3 separate regions of the Mus musculus genome follow, and all the other regions are linked to region 1. A link is a contact called in public HiChIP or PLAC-seq data. All regions are on one chromosome and are shown on one strand. Each heading gives the region's core, a stretch centred on a gene start, on an enhancer-like site or on the middle of the called end of the contact. The rest is flanking DNA. Distances are from core to core; before and after follow the strand shown.

Region 1 (3,034 bases), core at 115-2,614:
GTAGATGATTCTTATAAAATACATAAAGGTAAGAAGTTTGGTGATGGAGAATGGCCATTTTTCTCCCCAACATTCCAGGCTGCTCCCCAAGGAGTTTTCTGGACTTTTCAGAGTCCAGTCTTTTCTTGCCATGGACTCTTCTCCCACTTCAGGGAGCATCCAAAGCTCACTAGGGTCTGTGGCAAGGCCATCTCTGAATCTCAGGGAGTTAAAACAGAAAGTGGCACTTCTTAATTAGATGGTAACCGCATAATTATTTGAAGGTTCCTTATAATTACAACCCTCCCTGCCCCAAGCTTCTTTAGCAACTTCAAATGGAATCTGTAGTTCTGGTTCCCTTCCTGTCCTCTGCCAATACAATGCCACTGGCCAGTATTAAGCATTCATCAGAGGTGGTTGTAGCTTATCAAGGTGGAAGCCTCCAGTGGATTCTTCCTCAAAAGCTAAAATCTCTCTGGTGACTTTTGATACCATGTGCTGGTTTCTACTTCAAATCATTTTACCCAGATGGGTGAACATCAGATCTTTGAGAAAAGAAGCTGAGAAGTCACTGAACAGCCATTTAAACTTCATTATAATCTCTTGAGTATTTTTCTGAAAGTGACTCCTTGACTTTAGTAGACCACTCCAAAGATTCCTCTCACTGACATGAGCAGTTACTCCTTTTTTTTTCCAACTTCCAGTTCCTTGGAAAAGATCTTTACTTCCAGTCCAGCGTTAAAAGAAAGGAAAAATCACCACCCATCCCTACCCCAGAAAGCTTCTCTGTATTCCTCTTGCCTCTTGAGGTGTAATGAACCTGCAAAACCAACAACCTCTGAGCAAGCATCATTCCCATATATAAGAGCAGCAAGCAAAAGCAGTTGGCTCTGATGGGAGTAGCCTTCAGTCAATAGCATGCATCCCCCGACCCCTTTGAAAAATGGCCTGACAGAATGAGCATCCCATCTCAAGAAAGGCAGAGGAGCCATTAGTGAAAGCAAGAAAGTTAGTTTTACATCTCATTCGAAAGATGGATTCACTGCCTTCCTCCTAGTCCAGGTGGGTGAGTTAGTTTAGAGTAGAATTTGTCTGCCCTCACTGAAAACTCCGGTTAGGCAATGAATTATTCCAAGTAAATTACGTGTATCGATCCCCTCCCCTTTCTGACACTTTGCAGATATTGCTATCAAATCATGCTCCATGCAAGTGTCAGTTTTTGCTACAGACATCTGAAGATGGGATCAAATATTCCCTTGAGTTTCTCAGCATCTAATAAAAACTCCCAGGCATAGCAGAACTTGGGGAAAGCAGACAACACAGCCCAGTGATGAGGTGACTACTGGGGACACAGCATGTGTTGTGTATGAAAACACTAAAGTGGGTTGACACCTCTTCATCAAATAACAAGTAGCCAAGATTACAGTTGGTGACTCAACTTTAGTCAAGATTACAGTTTGTGACTCAACTTTAGCCAAGATTACAGTTTGTGACTCAACTTTAGCCAAGATTACAGTTTGTGACTCAACTTTAGCCAAGGTTATAGTTTGCGACTCAATGTTTGCTTTATGTTACAAGCAAACATATCCAAACAAAGACCAGGTGTAGGAGCATGGAGTGATATTGTGGATATATCCCGGTTCTGGCAGAACCATTGGGTCACATTGCACAATGCTTTCATTGACTGCCAAAGATTTACATCATATAGACCATATCCTAAACAGGGTCTGATTCTTCCACGTGCATGGATTTCCATCCTCATTATGGACCAAGTATTATCACCCCACCCAAAAGAAGTCCAACTGAAATTCTAATCTCCAGTTGGATGGTAGTAGGATGCAGGACCTTACCCTTAGGTAGTACTCAGGTCATCAGTGTGGAGCCATCCTGAATGGGACTAAGGAGAAGATGGCAAATGTAAAGCCAGGACACAAGGTCTCACCTGACACCAGCTATACAAGCATTTTAATTGGACATGGACAGAGTGCCAGCCTCCTAAACCATGAGAAGTATATTTCAGTTGTCTAATGCACCCATCTATGGTATTCTGTAATGGCACCCCAAACTGACTGAGTACCCACCATAATGATGAGACAACCATTTCTAACTAATAAATTCTTAATCATTAAAAGTAAAAGATTTTTTTTTTGCCTTACTCAGTTTGAACTGACTTTTTGACCAAAAACCTATTATATTAAAACTGTCAAGTGCATTCTAAGAATGGATAACTTAAAGATAAAGGGTCTAGAGATTTTGGTCCCGATCTAACAAATATAATAGTAAAGTATTGTTTTATCTTTATTAAAGTCCTGACTGCATGGGGACATACTTGTGGGTGAAAGCATATAATATCTGAGTTGAATTTGCTTTAAAAAATTCCAATGGGATGGAGGGAAGCAAGGAAGATAGGTAGAACAAGCTTAGATACAGCTTCATTATTATTTTACTAGGTAATGGTACACAGGAAGGCTCATAACAATAGTTCTTGAATGCATTAAAATTATCTGAAAGGACTGTTAAAACACAGTGTCTTAGGGTTTTACTGATGTGAACAGACACCATGACCAAAGCAAGTCTTATAAAGGACAACATTTAATTGGGAATGGCTTACAGGTTCAGAGATTCAGTCCAGTATCATCAAAGCAGGAACATGGTAGCATCCAGGCAGGCATGGTGCAGGAAGATCTGAGAATTCTACATCTTCATCTGAAGGCTTCTAGCAGAATATTGACTTCCAGGTAGCTAGAAAAGGGGTCTTAAAGCCCACACCCACAGTGACACACCTACTCCAACAGGGCCACAGCTTCTAATACTGCTACACCCTGGGCCAAGCATCACACACAGCATCAGGGATTCCGATTCAAGTTCAGAATTCCCACTGCAAGAAGTGTTAGATAGGGTGTTGTTGTTTGGGCTGTTGTTGTTGTCTCTGACCCTGTGACGAACACCTGAGAGCAGTAACCAAAGGCGGGAAAGGTTTGTGTGGGCTTCCAGTTTCAGAGTTTTAGCTCATGTTGGCTAGCTCTGTTGTTTCTGAGCTGTGGTGCAGCAGGGA
Region 2 (2,894 bases), core at 199-2,698, 130 kb before region 1:
ACAAGGAGCCAAGAGACAAGCGTCCTGGCAGAAGACAGCAAACAGCCCTGCTGTAAATTCCTATTCTTTTGTATGATAGTGACCTATATTAGTTTTGGCCACTTCCATTTGGAGACTGGATTTTTTTTTAAGTGTCCTGTAGAGCAAATCCAAGAGTAGCAAAAATGCCCTAAAGACATTTTTCCTCAACTAAATTACATGCATTTATTTTTCACCGTGGGGGGCAGAATCGAAAAGCTAACAGGCTCCAGAGGGACAGTGCATGTTAATTCCACTCATGGTAAAGGTCCTTTAAAATGCCACTCATGCCTGAAGCACTGATGAGTTTGTAGGTTGCCAGGCACAAGGTATGCCGTGCACACTCCCATTGGAACCCATTAGACAGCCTATAGATAGATGGGCTCTGAACAGCCACCCATGCATGCATGCCATTCAAAAGTTTAAAAACAGTTACTTAGAAATTACACAGATTCCCCAGCTCTAACAACAAGGCTAATGGCAGACCATTCGCAATCAAATGCAGTAGATTAGCGAGGCACAAAAAGAACTAAACTGTTTAGCGTAGGTCTCAAAGCTCCCATAGAAATTAGTCAATTGGAATTTATAGAAAATGACAGGGAAGGCTTGTAGTTGATGCTGTATGTTCTGCATAGCACAATCATCCATGATGCATGCAGACAAAACTCCACCCCCACCAAAATGCATGCATGGGGAAGCTGTATCAATCCTCTCCAAGTGGTCTACAGGACGTGTGTGCTCTTACACACCAATTTCAGGCACTATTAAGAAGCCATGTATATTGAGACAGGTAACAGGCTTAGTTTTTCTGCCTACTGTGGTCCTTTTCAGTTTATACAGGAACACACACACACACACACACACACGTAAACACACGTACACACGGGCCTATGTGTTTTGGCATGCACATGCACATACATTACACTCATGCTAGTGCTAACTTAACTGTCCAGGATTGGCACTTTCAGCATTGAACGTTCCATGTCCTTTAACTCCCTCATACCTTGGAAAAGCAGAATACTTAGTCACCACAGCATACCTGAACGTGCAATAAAAAACAATAGAAAATGCTGAGAACCTTTGGCATGAAGAGTTATTCAAGGAAAATTCTTTGAGGAAAATCTAATCCATTACCCAAATTAAGTCCCTCTTGGAACCAAAAGCAAAAAGTACAGATTGACTCTATCTGGGCTTCTACCTGCCTTGCCTAAATTGTTGGGGGCAGGTAGAACACAGAACTGTATCATTAGTGGTTAGCAATCCGATTGCACAATTCTTTCTTCCATATCTCACTTGCTTCCTTAACCTTCCAGAGGACAAGGTTGTGGTTACAAATGCTCACTGTTTTGATTCCAGTGCCTGGAACAGTGCCTGACCTACAGTAGACATTCCATAAATATTTGTCGAATTGAAGTAGCAAATTAAGAAGAGAAGTCTGTGGGCATTGTGGTGTGGGAGGAGGTTTAAGTGGAGCCACACTGTCGAAGCACTCTGTTCTACAAATAGGTAGCCCTGAGAATACATAGCTGCAAGCTGACAGATTGCACATTTCCACCCCATCCCAGTCTTTGTTTAATATGGCCACTATTGGTCTAGGTTTCATAACAAAATAGTTGAGGTTAAGTGTCTATAAAGGAAAGAGCTTAGCCAGGGCAGGTGACACCAGTCTATAATCCTAATATTTATAACACCTGGGCAGATAGAAGAAGGAAGAACATAAATTCAAGGCTGCTGTGTGGGTATCAACAAAGTGAGACCTGACTCAAAAGGAGATGGGTGGGGGAAGAAAAGAAGAGATTATAGAAGAGAAACTGAGGGAGCACAGAAGGGAGGGGAGGGGAAGAGATTGGGTGATGGAAAAGGAAACTAGAGGAGAATGCAGAAGGAAGAGGAAGGGAAGAGGAGAAGAGGAGGAGGAGGGGAGAGAGGTGGGAGGGAGAGAGGGAGACAGAGAATGAGAAAGAGGTGAGAAGAGAGAGAGATGGGAAAGAGAAGAGGAGGGAAGGAAGGAGGGAAGAAGAGAGGGAGGGAGATTTCTTTAGTTCAGTTTTAGGGGTATAAGTGCATGCTGCTAGCATCTATAAAGAAAGACTCCTGACCCAAATGATCACCATCATGGGGTCATAGCTTAAGAAAAAGTGATTACATAGTGAGTAATAGACACAGAAAGAAAGAATTTAAGATAAGGCCAGGCCATTCTAGGGAAACTCTTAAGAACTAATTCAAGGTCACACAAAAACTAGTAACTCTTTCCAAGGATGGTATGGCAATGACCTTCTAGTAGGTCCTAACTTCTAAAGGTTCTACCACCCACCCCAACTTCACCATAAATGAACTCTTGCTAGCCTCATTCAAACTATACTCTTGCTGCTGCTTTGAATGTCAAAGACAAATGCAGGAAGAGAGCTAAGAGCTGTTACCTGGCAATAAGGTAAAGGCAGAGCCTTCATCCATCTCAGGACATAAACACTGTCACAGAGGCTGTATATATAAGGCACACATATCGCATTGCCACTCTGCCTTTGGTCCCAAGGAGGAAGAGTGTAGACCTCATTAAAGAGGGTAGAGTCCGATGGCATGTATCCCTACATGGCATGTTTGGCCAGGCCTGGATCTGACCCAGGAAGTTATGTGTTTCTCAACTAGTACTGCTGAGACTAGCATCTCCAAGGCCTAAAATCATAGCCTGCACTAAGGATGAATTTAATGCTGTTTAACAACTGAGAGGAGTTGAGAAAAATATGGTCAGATAAAGAAGCTAGAGTGCTGACAGACACAATACTTTAAGCACTGCTTCTAGTCTTGGTAAGGACATAGAACATGGTCAAGAGTTCAGAGACAAAATGGAGAATGGAGACTTCCATTCCAAACCCAGA
Region 3 (2,870 bases), core at 102-2,601, 220 kb before region 1:
CATTTAGTTTACCCATCTTCCACCTTCCTTTGTCTATTTTTAGTACATGCCCAATCTTCCCAATGCTACAAGAAAAACTATGGCAGGAAAAAAAATATACTACATATTTCTTTATACATGGCCATACCTGAAATAGAATTAAGCAAACAGCCATAATTCAGTAGTTCTGGAGGGTAAGAGAATAATAGTGAAACTATATTTATGCTCCAATAAGTTCTGAATGTATTGCATGTAATGAACAAATCAGGACACCTAAGTTACTAAAAAAATTTCCATAGTTCTGAAGAAGGAATGGCAATTAAACTGGACAAGCTAACTTATTGTTATTGTATAATTGTTCAAATATGCTTTTCATTACTCTTACATACATTTCTCCCTCTCCTCTCCAATGTCAATGAGGTCATCCTGTGTGTGCTACTCTCTGCAGCTGGATATTCCAATCACGAGCCAAAAGTAACAGTTGTTTTTTAAATTTATTTTTTTAAGGAAATTCAAGTCACCAACTCAAACAGAAACTTTTTAAATAATAATAATAAAAATCTAACACAATACAAATGGATGATAATATAATTAGATACTTTCACAATGAGGAACAATATAGAGAGATATTCAAAACCTTTCTTTTCATCACCAAACTATCATGTTTCCTTAAGAGAAGAAGATTTTGCCCAGTGAAGGCATGACAATTCATAGTGCACAGTAGTATCTAATCTGAGCTGAAACATTGCAGATGGCATTCATACATTGTGTGGCACAATGGCAAATACAGTGCAAAATGCTCATGCTGTGTGTTAGGAACAGAGTCTGTAATGAAGTCACATGTGAACAATGGGGAAGCTCTGCCAGGAACACCTGGGATTTATTACACATTCGATTTTGAATTAATTTTTGGTCATTCTGCATTCAATAAACTTTTCTTGTTGCCACTTTTATGACTCCCATGATATATGGGGTCATAGCCCACAGTTTAAGAAGCTATGATCTAGGGTTCTGTTTGGCCACTGGCTGCTGGGGAGTTTCCAAGGAGGTAGTTCATAAAGCAACTGTCTTTACTCCCATCACAGTATCTGGGAAGCTCTGGCCTGACTTCATGGTAACTCTGACTGCCCAGAGCCTCCCTCTCATTTTGCTCTCTACCTTGAAGGTTTCTCAGGGCTGGGACCTGAGCTTTCATAGGGATGGGGACTCTGTTAGAGACCCTGCTGGTATTTAACAAATGTCACTCAGAGGCCCTTATGTCCCTGAGCAACAGGAAGTGTGTACATGCTGTGATCAGACACATCCAGCCTGGGCACACTTTTAACTCTTGACCTTATTCTGGGGACAGCTGTTAGTGAGTTTCACCAGCAAACCAGCTAGGGCGGGGATGTTCAAAGTCTGAACACAAAATGCCCTGTCACTTCAGAGAGAATCTGTGCTGTGACGATCACAGGCCAGGTTTTGTTTTCCTTTCTCAGAGTTTTGGCAAACTCACAGGTTTACTGGAGCTCTGATGTGACTCTGTACCAGTGTGGCTCAGATCACTCCCACCTGACCCCACAACCTCATCTTGCCAGTGGTCCTACGGAGTAATTTGCAAAAAAGCCCTTTCCCTGTCCTCTCCTCACTGTTAGGCTCCTGTTTGTTCTCGTGCCAATACTTCATTTTTCTATGAAAGATGAGAACATAGAAAGAAATACATTCAAAACAAAGAAAAACATATCCACATTTAATATACTTTTGCTTGTACCTGCAAAGACTTTCTTCCTGGAATTCATCTTCCAAAGATATTGTTTTGCTAGCCTGCTGTAGGAGTTGGTGCCACACAGCCATTCTTAGATCATCTGTCATCTTCATATACTCTCTATCCATCTCCAATCCCTTTCAGATTTGTCCCTTAGGTTCACAGAACTCCCCAAACAAAGACTCATCCTAGCATGTCTCTCTATGCATCCTAGCCTCAGAGCCCTGTTTGCTTTGCTTCTCCCTCTTCTTTTTAATGTTTTTCTTTAGTATCACTTATATACTTAGCATATCCCTGGTCCTAATTATCAACGTAAATTATGAATGTAAAAATCTAACATAATTTGAGTGTTGCTTCAAAATTGAGCTTATATAACTTAAATATTGTGGAACATTTAACTGAATAAGACCCCCTTTTTAATAGCTTCACTGCAAATGATACTCGGGACAGTACTGAGCTTGCCACATGCCCCAGTCAAGCAGCTATCCCTGTGGGTTGTATTCTTCTTCACAACTGCACCATACTTAAGACTGTGCTGGCCTGGTTTATAAAGGTATTGCACTCACTTCATTAACAGCCACAATTAATGTGCTCTTTGGATCCAAACCCTTTGCAATGTAATTTCATCGCTTTTCCCATTAAAAGGTGGAGTCCACTTTTTAATTCATTGGCCCAGAAGTGGCATTTGTGAATGGATGCATGCTGGTGAATCATCAAGGTTTTATGAAGTCCTCCACTGTTTGGTTTGCTTTACAATGAGACATTATTGCTTGGTCTGCCCTAAGAATAATCTTTAACTAGATGCTGAGGCAGAAGAGAGCAGTCATAAGCATTCATTACCCAGAGACCCACAATGGAGCCCAGTAGACAAACAGAACATTATGTTCATTTCACAGAGTAGGGGGGGGTTTGGATGAAACCCCCAGAATGGCTCACTTAATGCTGTATATTAGTTGGATATTCATAAATAACATGCATGTTTATAGATACAGTGCCATCTAGACTATGCATGCACACACAAGAGTTTAAGGAAACTGCTTGACTCAACTTGGGGGCTGACAAGTTTTAAGTTACCCTATTAGTTAGCAGGTAGAAGTCACAGGCCAGGTTTCTAATATTACTGCCTTGAAATAGAATTCCTCAGAAA

What was found. HiChIP or PLAC-seq counts read pairs in DNA pulled down with a chosen protein or histone mark.
Region 2: a FOXA1 HiChIP or PLAC-seq map of pancreatic cancer cells shows a contact between it and region 1, with 17 times the contacts expected there. The contact joins two enhancer-like sites. A contact is called at or near these places in 1 of 39 promoter capture datasets (hippocampal neurons), 5 of 484 Hi-C or Micro-C datasets (the HL-1 cell line, cortical neurons, myocytes and 1 more) and 5 of 115 datasets of contacts at active chromatin or transcription factors (astrocytes, embryonic stem cells, neural progenitor cells and 2 more).
Region 3: a contact with region 1 is called in a FOXA1 HiChIP or PLAC-seq map of pancreatic cancer cells, with 17 times the contacts expected there. The contact joins two enhancer-like sites. A contact is called at or near these places in 5 of 39 promoter capture datasets (the 3T3-L1 cell line, cancer-associated fibroblasts, hippocampal neurons and 1 more), 9 of 484 Hi-C or Micro-C datasets (the 3T3-L1 cell line, cerebellum, cerebral cortex and 5 more), 4 of 115 datasets of contacts at active chromatin or transcription factors (astrocytes, embryonic forebrain, pancreatic cancer cells and 1 more) and 1 of 9 other capture datasets (embryonic stem cells).

Annotation. Positions count from the first base shown.
Region 1 is chr9:34,477,252-34,480,285 of GRCm38.p6, forward strand. No RefSeq gene overlaps it. Among named protein-coding and RNA genes, the nearest start is that of Kirrel3, 10 kb to the right of the region's middle. Within about 2 kb of position 1,365, at least 8 of the 459 cell types and tissues checked have an H3K27ac peak or open chromatin away from gene starts, as enhancers often do. A contact at or near this core is called in pancreatic cancer cells, where this site is marked.
Region 2 is chr9:34,348,818-34,351,711 of GRCm38.p6, forward strand. No RefSeq gene overlaps it. Among named protein-coding and RNA genes, the nearest start is that of Kirrel3, 140 kb to the right of the region's middle. Within about 2 kb of position 1,449, at least 16 of the 459 cell types and tissues checked have an H3K27ac peak or open chromatin away from gene starts, as enhancers often do. A contact at or near this core is called in pancreatic cancer cells, where this site is marked.
Region 3 is chr9:34,257,345-34,260,214 of GRCm38.p6, forward strand. No RefSeq gene overlaps it. Among named protein-coding and RNA genes, the nearest start is that of 7630403G23Rik, 220 kb to the left of the region's middle. Within about 2 kb of position 1,352, at least 11 of the 459 cell types and tissues checked have an H3K27ac peak or open chromatin away from gene starts, as enhancers often do. A contact at or near this core is called in pancreatic cancer cells, where this site is marked.